Regions from separate parts of the Sus scrofa genome. Here regions 2 and 3 are each linked to region 1. A link is a contact called in public HiChIP or PLAC-seq data. All regions are on one chromosome and are shown on one strand. Each heading gives the region's core, a stretch centred on a gene start, on an enhancer-like site or on the middle of the called end of the contact. The rest is flanking DNA. Distances are from core to core; before and after follow the strand shown. Region 1 overlaps ZBTB16 (zinc finger and BTB domain-containing protein 16). Region 2 overlaps USP28 (ubiquitin carboxyl-terminal hydrolase 28). Region 3 overlaps ZBTB16 (zinc finger and BTB domain-containing protein 16).

Region 1 (3,863 bases), core at 557-3,056:
TCACCAAGATGAGAGAGCAGGCAACTTACTTCTGCTAGAAAGAAAACTAAAGAACTCATCTTCAAATTTCCAAGAGTTCAGCCTAGATCCCAGATGACTCAGTAACCCTAAGCAGGTTAAAGTACTAAAAAAAAAAAAAAAGCAACGAAGTCCAAGTAGACAGAATCAAATCAAACTGACCCTGTTTTAGCTGGCTGACTCCCAAACCAGATTCCAAAACAGAGCAAAATTCAATTAACCAAAAGGACTTCATGAGGCTATAAGTAAGTGCAGAAGCGGCAAACTTTTGAAAGAGTTCACCAATTCAGAAATAGCTCATCCAACTGGCTAGTTTTAGAAATGAAGACGATAAGCTCAAGATGAAAAAGAGACCAATGAGAGTGACAGAGGGAGAAAAAGAAGAAAGCAAGCGAGTGAGCAAAGTCAAGCCGAGTACGGAGACCCAGCCTCCCAAACAGCGGGCCTCAACCCCCCAGAGCCCGCTGCCATCCTCCGCTCTTCACAACCAACAATCGACGGCTCCAAAAGACGAGCTCTCCAGGAGCCCAGGAGCTTATAAACTTAGGTCATTCATCACCCCCAAAAGGATACTTCCTGGAAACAGGAACGGTTTCAGAAAGGATTTAGGCAAATCTGTGAATGACAGAGCAGCCATAAATAGCTCCTAAGAGATCTGGGCTCCACCTGACCTTTAGGATTGACGTCAAGGAAGAGACCCGTAGCCTCCAAGGGTGGTATCTTAGGGATGGTGTTGGCACCTTAAGACTAGGTCAGATGGATCTGACCCAGAACGGCAATGCCCATGTGCTTATATGGCCTGTGGAGGAGCACCCGGGACTGTGAATCTGAGAGTGAGCTGAGCTCCTGGCCCTAACCATTTATAGCTATGTGACCTTGGGCATGTCACTTACCCAAAGTTCACGGTCCCCACCTGTATGTTAGGGCCGATAATGGCCAACAATCCTTTACTCCAAACCCTTGGGTGCTTCAGAAATCCCAACTGTTCAGATTTTAGAAAGGTGCTATGGGGCCTAGAGTGTTTGCCAGTCCCAGAGTCGTCTAGGGAAGCACTCTGTAATCAAACACATTAATATTTTGGCAGCAAAACATATGAATATTCAAAATCGGCAGGATAAATATAGCCTCGCATCAGTTCAGATCAGGTTTTGCTACTAAACGAGTTTGCGGCCAACTTACACAAACCCTTTTAGCTTTCAGAGCTTCTCAGATTTCACCATCCCAGATATGGAATGAGGGACCCACACCCCCTGAGGGGAGGCTGTGAGTTAAGCAAGAGCAAGTCATGAAGGCGCTTTGCAAAGGAAAAAGTGGGACAACCAAGAAAAGACATTATTAATATTATCACCGTTGCTATCCTTACGCCCCAGCACACTCGTGTCCAAACAGAATTCGGTTTGACCTCAGAGGTGCCTGAAGCTGGCAGAAGGATGAAAGGGGATCAAGAGTTCAGGACAACTTCTAAATTCCCCTAAACTGAGGTCAATGGCTCTTGGCCCTCTACAAGGCCAACCACCGAAAACCGAGCAGCTGGCCACCCGAAAGGGGTCAAGACAAAGGGCCAGGCAGAACCCTGACGTCTCCACGACATGGTCCATGCACCCTACAGCTGGCCCCGGAAACCACTGAGTAGGTCTGCACACCTGAGTACAGGGAGTGGGCTTGGACCAGCTCTGTGGCTCCTGACATCCCTTCACGAATCAGGCAAGAGTTCCTACTGCGTGTAGGCAGGACACACACCAGAGCTGGTCCCCGGGCTCGTCTGTAGAAGATCCAGAGGCTCCTGGGAAACCAGACCCGACTCTGATGCTGCAGCTAAATTCAGAAACATAGTAAGACTAGGCTAAGAGTTCCCTTGGTGGCACAGCGGGTTAGGGAATCCAGAGGTTATCACCACAGTGGCTTAGGTCACTCCTCTGGCTGTGGCATGGGTTTGATCCCTGGCATGGGAACTTCTGCATGCTGCAAGTGTAGCCAAAAAGAAAAAGACCAGGCTATACAAGCCTGTGGAGACTGAGGACTATGAGGGCTGTGTTGACACTTAAGTAACCACACTATCCCCATCATCTTATCACGTCTAAGTACATAACCCTGAGAAGGAGAGCGTGCACCTGGCCTAGTGGTGCTGGTTCCTAGATCAGACCCAGACAAGGCTACACGCAGAACAGGTTCCATCTTTCAGGGACAGAAAGAGAAAGAAGAGAGACTAGGCCTAGGAAGGGAGCGTGCAATCCTTCTGAAGGAACTCTGATGAAACAGACATGATCCCCTGCAATGTGGGCCCACTGGGAAGCTTTGGGGGTCCAGAGTTGGCCCCTGCATCTACCTGAGATCTATCAGGTGTTCTGATTGTGCTGAGTTGCTTCTGGATACTTTAGGCAGGCAAGTGTTGTTTAATTTCGCCAAGTAGCATCTTTGTGTGGTCTTTCCATCAATGCATGGCTACCTTACACGGCTTTTACATCTCACCATGCACAGCAGGGACCACAACTTCACAAAGTTTCATTCAAACTGTCACACCAACAGCCTCCCCCCGCCACCAGCTTGGGAGCAGGTCATGAGGAAAACTACTGATGGGCTTCCTGACATATCCTCCTTCCTGCATCCCATCCCAGAGATGCAGTGCTCTTCCCTTTCTCCCTCTCCATGCCACACCCCCACCCCCGCTGTCCCCAAGAAGAAAGGCAACAACAATAACTAGCAGGTACTTAACCTGTATCAGTGCTCTAGCCTACTGGCTTAGTAACAAAATAAAAATAAATCCTGTGGCCTGTTATTTCATCATGTTCATCCCTGTTACATTAACAGCAATTCTGCAGCCTCCCAACATCAAAATCTCCCACTCTGTTGTGTCTTGCCTTTCTGTCTGTGCTGTGCTCGGAGTTGTGATATAGGGGGAGGAACAGAGAATGGCAGCAACTAGGGGGGAGAGCATCTTAATTCTGGAGGTTTGCATCTGATCAGGAGCCAAGGGGCTGCCAATCAGAACCAGGACAGAGCGCATGAAGGAACATTCCCTCGGTCATAGATGTCCTCAGACCCCACCGCTTTCCATCCAGGGCACAGCCCCAGGCTCCAGCTTCTTGGGCTGCCGCAGCCTGCTTTCCACCCTCAGTCAAAAGCACATTCTCCATGTCAGCAGCCCACAGCGTGATGCCGAGTACGCCAGGACCAGCGCCTCCCCATCACAAGCTCCCAAGGACAGGGACATTCTCTGCACGGCCTCACAGCCAACTCAACTCATCGATGGCAGTGCTGTGGACGTGACACCCTAGAACGCAGAGCCGATGGGGTGAGGAAGACATGAGACCCACACGAGATGGGAGACTGAGGGCCAGTCCTTCATCCTCCCAGTTACTAAGTCACAGCTCCAGGGATTTCTGGATGTTACTTCATTAGTACAACATCCCTGCAGACTAGCTCCTTTTCGAAGAAGGTAAAAACAAGGCTCAAAAGGTTACATAAGGAGTTCACTCTTGGCTCAGCAGGTTGGGGGACCAGCACGGTCATTGTGGTATGGCTCTGGTTACAGCTCTGACACGGGTTTGATCCCCAGCCCCAGGCACAGCCAAAAGAAAGAAAGAAAGAGAGAGGGAGAGGGAGAGGGAAGGGGGGAGGGAGGAAGAAAGGGGTTACATAACTTTCCCAAGTTCTCACACTAAGACAGAGCTGCCACCCTTGCTCTGGGGGTAGAACACAGCCAGGCCTCCACCTCTCCCCAGAGGAACAAGCATCCCACAGACTGGGAAACTGGAACTCCTGGGAGAGTGGTACCTTCTACAGCTCTCCCAGGTAAAGAGGAGCAAATAGGACCCAACAAGAGCCAGAACAAAAGAAATTCGTTT
Region 2 (3,863 bases), core at 553-3,052, 180 kb after region 1:
GCCCTGTAACTCATGGTTAAGCTTTCTTTCCCTAGTCTCATCCCACATTGAACTAGTTGTTAACATATGCTAGACTAATCCCCTTAAAGTACCTTTTTAGTCCTATTTCCTGCTGAGGAAGCTGTAATGATTTTCCATGGTTCATCAGATCAAGTCTAAACTCATCCTAGCATTTAGAACCCTTCATAATCCAATCCCACATCACCTCTCTGGTCCCTGTTATTTAACAAACATGAAAACTAAGAGCTTCCATTATGGCACAGTGGGTTAAGAATCAGACTGAGGTGGCTTGGGTTACTGCAGAGGTGCAGGTTTGATCCCTGGCCTGGCACAGTGGGTTAAGGATACAGTGTTGCTGCAGCTGTAGAGTCAGTCGCTGACCGGAGAACTTCCATATGCCATAGGTGCGGTCAAAAAAAGCTGCCAAAAACCGAAAACCGTACCCTAAGGTCCCCCTAATAATAATTTAGAATTTCCTGTTAGATTTCTAAAATTATAATAAGCATGTAAGCTTGATTTCTTATATCTTTTACCATGTTTTCTTAGTTTCTCAATAAACCCCAGCAGTATGTTACTAAATGGCATTTTCTTTAATTTTTGAAGATACTTTTTTCTTTCTTTTTTTTTTTTTCTTTTTATGGCTATACCTGTGGCATATGGAAGTTCCGGGCTAGAGATTGAATCAGCTGCAGCTGCAGGCTTGCACCACAGCTCCAGCAGTCACAACACAGATCCAAGCCACATCTGTGACCTACACCACAGCTTGTGGCAACACTGGATCCTTAACCCACTGAGCAAGGCCAGGGATTGAACCTTCATCCTCATGGACACTGAATTGGATTCTTAACCCTCTGAGACAGCATGGGAACTCCTGAAGATGCATTTCATAAGGCCTTATTGTAACAGCTTGCTGGTCTCGTTTCTTGTGTTTGGTTGGGGCTCATATGTATTTAAAGAAATGAAAGAATATTGTTTTAATGTATTCCTGTTTTTAAAATTTGGGGGGAATTTTAATTGAAGTGTAGTTGACTAATGGTGTTGTGTTTTAGGTGTACAGCAGTGATTCAGTTGTATAGAGAGAGAGTATGTATATATATTTTTAGATTCTTTTCCCATATAGGTATTTACAGAATATTGAGTGTAGTTCCCTGTGCTATACAATAGGTCCTTGTTGGTTATCTATTTTATACATGGTAGTGTGTATATATTAACCCCAGATTCCTAATTAATCCCTCCTCCCTGCATTTCCCCTTTCTGACTATAAGTTTCTATGTGTATGAGTCTCTGTAAATAAGTTTATTTGTATGTCTTAAATGTGTTCTAATTTTAATTTATTTTTAGTTAAAATACAGTCAATTTACAATGTTGTGCCAATTTCTGCTATACAATGAAGTGACCCAGTCATACACACACACATGCACATACATATGTATATATACACACACATTATTTTAAATGTATTCTTTTTTTTTTTTTTTTTTTGTCCTTTCTAGGGCCACTCCCGCAGCATATGGAGGTTCCCAGACTAGGGGTCAAATTGGAGCTGAAGCCATCGGCCTACACCAGAGCCACAGCAACATGGGATCCAACCCTCGTCTGAAACCCACACCACAGCTCATGGCAAAACGCCAGATCCTTAATCCACTGAGCAAGGCCAGGGATTGAACCCACAACCTCATGGTATGTAGTCAGATTTGTTAACCACTGAGCCACTATGGAAACTCCCTAAATGTATTCTAAAGCAAGAGAAAAACCGGGTGTGGGACATGATGTGTAGTATGAAAGAATATATTTGTGTGCATAGACCATTTCTGGGAAGATATGTCAGAAGCTATTAATAGTGGTTGCCCCTGGGAAATAGGACTGGGTGGAAGACCAGGTTTTCCCTTTCATTTGATATGCTTTTGTACTGTTAGAATTTCCTACTCTGTGAATGTGAAAAAGAGAGATGAAAACTTTCTTTTTTTGTCTTTTCTAGGGCTGCACCCACGGCATATAGAGCTTCCCAGGCTAGGGGTCTAATTGGAGCTGTAGCCGCCGGCCTACACCACAGCCACAGCAACTCAGGATCCCAGCTGCGTCTGCGACCTACACCACCGTTCATGGCAACACCGGATCCTTAACCCACTGAGCGAGGCCAGGGATTGAACCCGCAATCTCATGGTTCCTAGTTGGATTTGTTAACCACTGAGCCACGATGGGAACTCCAGAGATGAAAACTTTTGAGTAAATAATTATTAGTTCCTTTTTTCTTGTTTTAATTTTTAGTTTAAAGCCCTCTCTGATATTTAGAATTGGCTAAATTTTAAAAGCTTCTAATGCCTTTAAAAACTTTAAGCCAGTTGATGGACTGAAATAGTGATTTTCATCTTGTAGCTAATTTTGCACCATTAAAATAAATTAATAAGTAGCCTGTTTCAGAGGATTTAGTTTTATCCACAAAAAAGCTATTTGTCATTTGTAGAGTCATAAGGTGCTTTAGATTTCTGCTTTATGAGTAAATTGGACCAACACGGAGATGTCACTGGGAAGAAAAACTGAAAACATACCAGCGCTTTCGTCCCTCGTTTTGTGGAGGTTGGAAAGGTTAGCAGCAGTCAGAGTCTGTGTTCAGATCCTGTTTTATAGACTGCATTTCTGAAGTTGCTGCTGTATGTTCTCTTTGACTCCTATTCCTTTGCTTTCCTTGGTACTTAAGTTTGATTTTAAACTTAGAAAACGAAATCTTTAACTCTGGGGGGCATTTTATCAAGTACACCTTGGTAGTTCTTTGGTGTAAAGTAACCTTTATCAATTACTTAGTTTTAAATTTAGAAATGTCTTCGTAAAAATAGATGATTGAGATCAGGAAACATGTCCATCAGAATGTTGAAAATAGCACCCCCGTTTGAAGGGATGGAGTAATCTAGAAAGCACCTCGTCACCAAGCTGAACTGGGTATTTTGAAGATGGTGAGATTAGTAATCTCGCTAATTTGCTTCATGTGATCAAAGAGAGTTTTAGTTGCAGTAGGATTAGGCCAGTTGTTTATTACAAAAACTTGATAGCTTAATATTTTTATTATGAGTAATCCTGTTTATTGTTTATTATGAGGTGAGTTATTGTCTTTGCTTTACGAAGACCTCAGTTCTGACAAGAGCGCTGGGTTGTGCCCAAAGCACTAAGTAGCTGAGGCCAGAAAGCTTGAGTTCCTTCTTCCTAGAGATTTGTGTGTGTCTTTTTCACTGCCTCTGGGCAAGAAAAGAGTGCTTTTTGTTTTGTCAAAATAAAGTGTCTTTAGCTAAGGAAATACAGGCGTGTTGGCTCTTGCCAGTTATTTGACTTCATTATGACTGGAGCACAGGCTTTGTCTTGTCTCATGTTGGGTGTGTACTTTATATCATAGTTAGGGTGAAGTTAATATTTAAATCAGCTTCCTGTCAAGTTCCAAGAGAAACTGTGAGTGAGTAGTACAGTAGGTAGGATCCTAATGAATTTACCTCATCTCATTGTGAAGTTTACATGTAATATACAGTACCGATTAGGATTTGGGTTATGGGTACTACTGAGAATTTAGGTTTAGCTAAATAGAAGACAGAGTCTAGTCATTGCAGTTGTTTCTGTGTGTCAGTAACATAACTTAAGCCGTATGAAATTTGTTATTCAGACTTTTAAAAGTTATCTTTGATTAATCTTTTAATTCAAGACATTTGATGACAAAATAGGTTTTGTAAACCTTAATTTTCTAATGTGCACAATAAAGATAATGAATCTTAACTTTTAGGGTCATTATAGGGATTATATGTACGTACATATGTACTACGTACATGAGGTAACACCGAAGATTCCTGGCAGAAAGTCATTCAATACGTGTTAGTTATTAT
Region 3 (3,863 bases), core at 585-3,084, 140 kb before region 1:
ATTTTTGGCATGTGGAAGTTCCTGGGCCAGGGGTTGAACCTGCAGTGCAGCAGTGACAACTGCCAAATCTTTAACCCACTGAGCCACCGGGGAAATCCCTATTGCATTTTTTAAAGTGGGACGCAGGAAGGACAAAATCAGGAAACATGAACATGAGTTTCACATGACTCCCACAAATAACTGACTCTAGGCAAAGAATTTCTCTGCTTGGGTTTCCTCCATTGTTCTATGAGCTGAGAAGCTCGCGTGAGTGTCCTAGCAACGTCTCCCTTCCCTCTCCTGGGGCATCACCAGGGAAGTCACCTGGGTAAGATTTTAGAGGGCAGTGCCACACACAGGATGAGGTGTCCACACCCAGCTCTGGATGATCCTCTCACCCGAGATGGGCAGAGAGACTGCGTGCACTCAGGCCACTCCGGAGCTCCTGCAGGAGGAAACCAAGTCCCTTGCTCAGAAAGACAGCTGAGATTAGAGGGACCAGGTTTTGAGGGAGAGGTGCTGCCGTTTTCTACCAAGCAGAGCACGGAGCCCCTCTCTCTGGAGATTTCTGGGAGGACGGGGGCACAGAGTGATTTCCTCTGTGCCACGTGGGCACACCCTGCCTGTTCTAAAGCAGGGGGTCCCTCCAGCCCAAGGGACCTAGGAGTGTCCCCTGACCCCTTTGCCCATAGCCAGGATTTAAAAGCAACAGCAGGGGAACTCCCCTTGTGACTCAGCAGGTTAAGAACCCGACAGAATGTCCGTGAGGACGTGGGTTCAATCCCTGGCCTCGCTCAGTGGGTTAAGGATCCAGTGTTGCTGCGAGCTGTGGCGTGGGTCAAAGATGAGGCTCAGCTCCCGTGTTGCTGTGGCTGTGGTGTAGGCTGGCGGCTGTAGCTCTGATTTGATCCCTAGCCTGGAACTTTCATATGCTGCGGGTGCAACGCTAAAAATAAATAAATGAATGAATAAAATAAATAAATAAATGCAACAAGAGTACATTAAGTTCTCTTCACTCGGCTTCCAAAACTTCGAGAAACAGCTCCACGTGTTAAAAGGAGCAACAGAAGGAGGATTAGGAGGACAGAACCCGATTCTACGACCAGCTAGTTATGTGACCCTGGGCTCCGTTTCTTCGTTTAAAACAGGAGGACGTTGGACCAGAGGGAGTGAAGTCCGTTCCCAGGTATTTAGGGCCGTTACACCTCTCTTCCTCTTGCTTTCCCAAGCTGGGGCCACACTTGGGCAGGGCGTGCTAGGGAACCCCAGGCATCCTGGAAGCGGTCTGGGGAAGGCGAGAGACCCAACCAAAACCCTTACTTACTTTCTTCTTTTTTTTTTTTTCAAAGTCACTCCTAGCTTCTCGGGACACAAAAGTATCTGTTAAGGTAAGTTAAACCTTCTCAAGATGAATTTTCCTGCTACTTTTAATTAAAAGTTCTTTAGAATTAAAAGGACACCATTCAGAAAAGGTTGAAAAAAAATTTCATTGACACTCCCCCTCCCCCTTTTCCCAAGGCAAAGAAAAAGCTGTTTTTGTGCACGGCTCACCCGGTCCACACTGTACAAAAGAAGGCGGATTGGCGGCAAGACACGTGAGATGACCCTTTGACCCTGAACCGCTGACAAGTCCTCAATGGCATAAATACCAGATAATCAATCACATGCCAGGAGGGCAAGTCCCCTGCCCTCGCCCCAGCGCTGGGGTTTATGAGAGATACACTGTAAATAGACACTGGCTTCTTAAGAGGGGCCCCCTCGGCATTCCAGGGGCCGCCGTAATCCTGAACCAGGCCCGGCCAGATCCCTGACCATCTCGTTTTACAGCTTTCATCGCGAGCTTATAAAGTGCTTTCCCTCCCAAGCTGGACTTCTGCTATGAAATGAAGCCAGGCCTCAGCCACCCGCCTCCCATCCAAGAGGGAGGGGATTCCGAAAATAACTCCAAAGAAAGCTAAGCTAGAGGAGGCAGAAAGAGGGCAGGTCAGCCAGAAACGCCCAAGGTGCTGGGGATGGTAGGGAGGGGTGTGGGCAGGGCTGCGGGAGCCAGGCAGGACCTGGCGGTAGTGAAGAAGCAGTGAGGACACGGATGACAACAGGAATGACCGTCGCTAAGCACTTGGTGAGTGCACTGATGCTCTTAAGGGCCACATGCCATTCTAGGAGAATCTACCAGTTCACCCGAATCTTAGTGTCTATCTTCAAAAATAACTCTGGGAGGTGGGCACTATCACGACTGCACCCATTTTGCAGATGAGGAAACTGGGGCTCAGTTCAAATAAACTGTCCAAACAGCCAGGGGACTAAATGACAGGGAGGGATTTAAACCCAGAGAAATGACTCAGTCCAGATACCCCCTCCACTCTATCCTCCAAGTCCACGGATGTCTGCCTAGAAGGGGAAAATGCTGAAATTCCATGCTTTAGATCAACCGGTACTTTCAGATCATACAGGAGCCAGAGGGAAGGAAACATTCAAAAAGTTCTGATGAGGAGTTCCTGCAGTGGTGCAGCAGAAACAAATCCAGCTAGGAACCATGAGGTTGCAGGTTCGATCCCTGGCCTTGCTCAGTGGGTTAAGGATCTAGCATTGCCATGGACTGTGGTGTAGGTCACAGATGCGGCTCAGACCTGATGTGGCTGTGGCTGTGGCATAGGCCGGCAGCTGTAGCTCTGATGGGACCCCTAACCTGGGAACCTCCGTATGCCGAGGGTACAGCCCTAAAAAGCAAAAAAAAAAAAAAAAAAAAGTTCTGTGAATGTAGGCCTAAAAATCAATACATCATCAGAAGAGTGTCCAGTTTCCAAGAGAGCCAAAAACTAGGTTGGTTCTAGAGGAGAAAAAGCGAGTCTTTAACTCCAGACCATAAATTCTAACCCCCACTCTAGTGCAAGAGTCTCAGCCCTGCCCTTTAGCCCACCTTGGACCCCGAGAGCGCAGAGATCCAGCGCCGGGCCCGGATGTCTCTAAGGCAACAATGGTCTTCTGAACCTTTGCGCCTGCTCAGAAGAGTTTTACCAAGGTCCTAAACCGGCCTCAGCAAAGGGGGACGTGGGGGCAGGGAAAGGAAGACAGAGCCTCTTGGTAACTAATTTTGATAATGCTTTTGTGTCAGGGTCAAAGGTTAAATATGGCCACACTAATCCGCTTCTTCCAGAATTAAAGCACAAGGGAGATTTTTTTTTTTTCTATAGCTTAGCAAGAGGGCTTTTCTCATGGCTGGAGAAATGGTACTGACCAAGCCCCCTGAATGGGACCCCTGGCTGCTGGAGACACATTCTTGCATTCATCTGGGCAGAGCATCCCAGGTCCTGGCCGCACGGTCAGAGTTATTTATTATTAAGACCGAGGTGAAAGGAATGCAAAGTGGCACTTTAGAAAATGCAAGAGTCCTCTGTCCAGCCCCACCCCCTTCTGAATAATGCTTCCTGAGATGCCCTAGAAAGAAGTGGGGGGAAATGCTCGGGAAGCACCCCCCTCCCAAACACACACACAGAAACTGGAAGAATCATACACACATGTAAATGACTGGAAAACTGTGGTTCTGAGAAGCCATAATAAGCCACCGTGTGTTTGCTCGTACGGGCTGCAGAGTGCTTCTCACGAATTATTTCACTGAGCTTCACAGCAGGCCCGTTAGATAAGCAGGTTTGGGGGACCCCTTTCTACCAGTATAGAAACTCACTTTCTCAAAGGGCAAGTGAACTTGCCCAGCATCTTGCTTCTAATAAGCAGCAATTCTGGGGCTAAAAATAGCCTTTGTTGCTGAGACTGAAGGAGGCAGTCATCCTCCAGGAAGAAACCCAGGGTTGCCCCGCCAGCGGGAGACCCACAGCCAGAAGGCCAGCAGGAATTTGGGCCGGAAACGCGTTTCTTGGGTTCAT

The links. HiChIP or PLAC-seq counts read pairs in DNA pulled down with a chosen protein or histone mark.
Region 2: a contact with region 1 is called in an H3K27ac HiChIP or PLAC-seq map of skeletal muscle. The contact joins two enhancer-like sites. A contact is called at or near these places in 1 of 47 Hi-C or Micro-C datasets (skeletal muscle) and 1 of 2 datasets of contacts at active chromatin or transcription factors (skeletal muscle).
Region 3: a contact with region 1 is called in an H3K27ac HiChIP or PLAC-seq map of skeletal muscle. The contact joins two enhancer-like sites. A contact is called at or near these places in 2 of 5 promoter capture datasets (liver and skeletal muscle), 1 of 47 Hi-C or Micro-C datasets (skeletal muscle) and 1 of 2 datasets of contacts at active chromatin or transcription factors (skeletal muscle).

Annotation. Positions count from the first base shown.
Region 1 is chr9:41,646,429-41,650,291 of Sscrofa11.1, reverse strand. All of the region lies in intron 2 of ZBTB16 (zinc finger and BTB domain-containing protein 16), which reads right to left. Among named protein-coding and RNA genes, the nearest start is that of ZBTB16, 8.8 kb to the right of the region's middle. Within about 2 kb of position 1,806, at least 3 of the 83 cell types and tissues checked have an H3K27ac peak or open chromatin away from gene starts, as enhancers often do. A contact at or near this core is called in skeletal muscle, where this site is marked.
Region 2 is chr9:41,468,905-41,472,767 of Sscrofa11.1, reverse strand. All of the region lies in intron 1 of USP28 (ubiquitin carboxyl-terminal hydrolase 28), which reads left to right. Among named protein-coding and RNA genes, the nearest start is that of USP28, 10 kb to the left of the region's middle. Within about 2 kb of position 1,802, at least 1 of the 83 cell types and tissues checked has an H3K27ac peak or open chromatin away from gene starts, as enhancers often do. A contact at or near this core is called in skeletal muscle, where this site is marked.
Region 3 is chr9:41,790,437-41,794,299 of Sscrofa11.1, reverse strand. The region is part of intron 4 of ZBTB16 (zinc finger and BTB domain-containing protein 16); the gene reads right to left. Among named protein-coding and RNA genes, the nearest start is that of NNMT, 79 kb to the left of the region's middle. Within about 2 kb of position 1,834, at least 5 of the 83 cell types and tissues checked have an H3K27ac peak or open chromatin away from gene starts, as enhancers often do. A contact at or near this core is called in skeletal muscle, where this site is marked.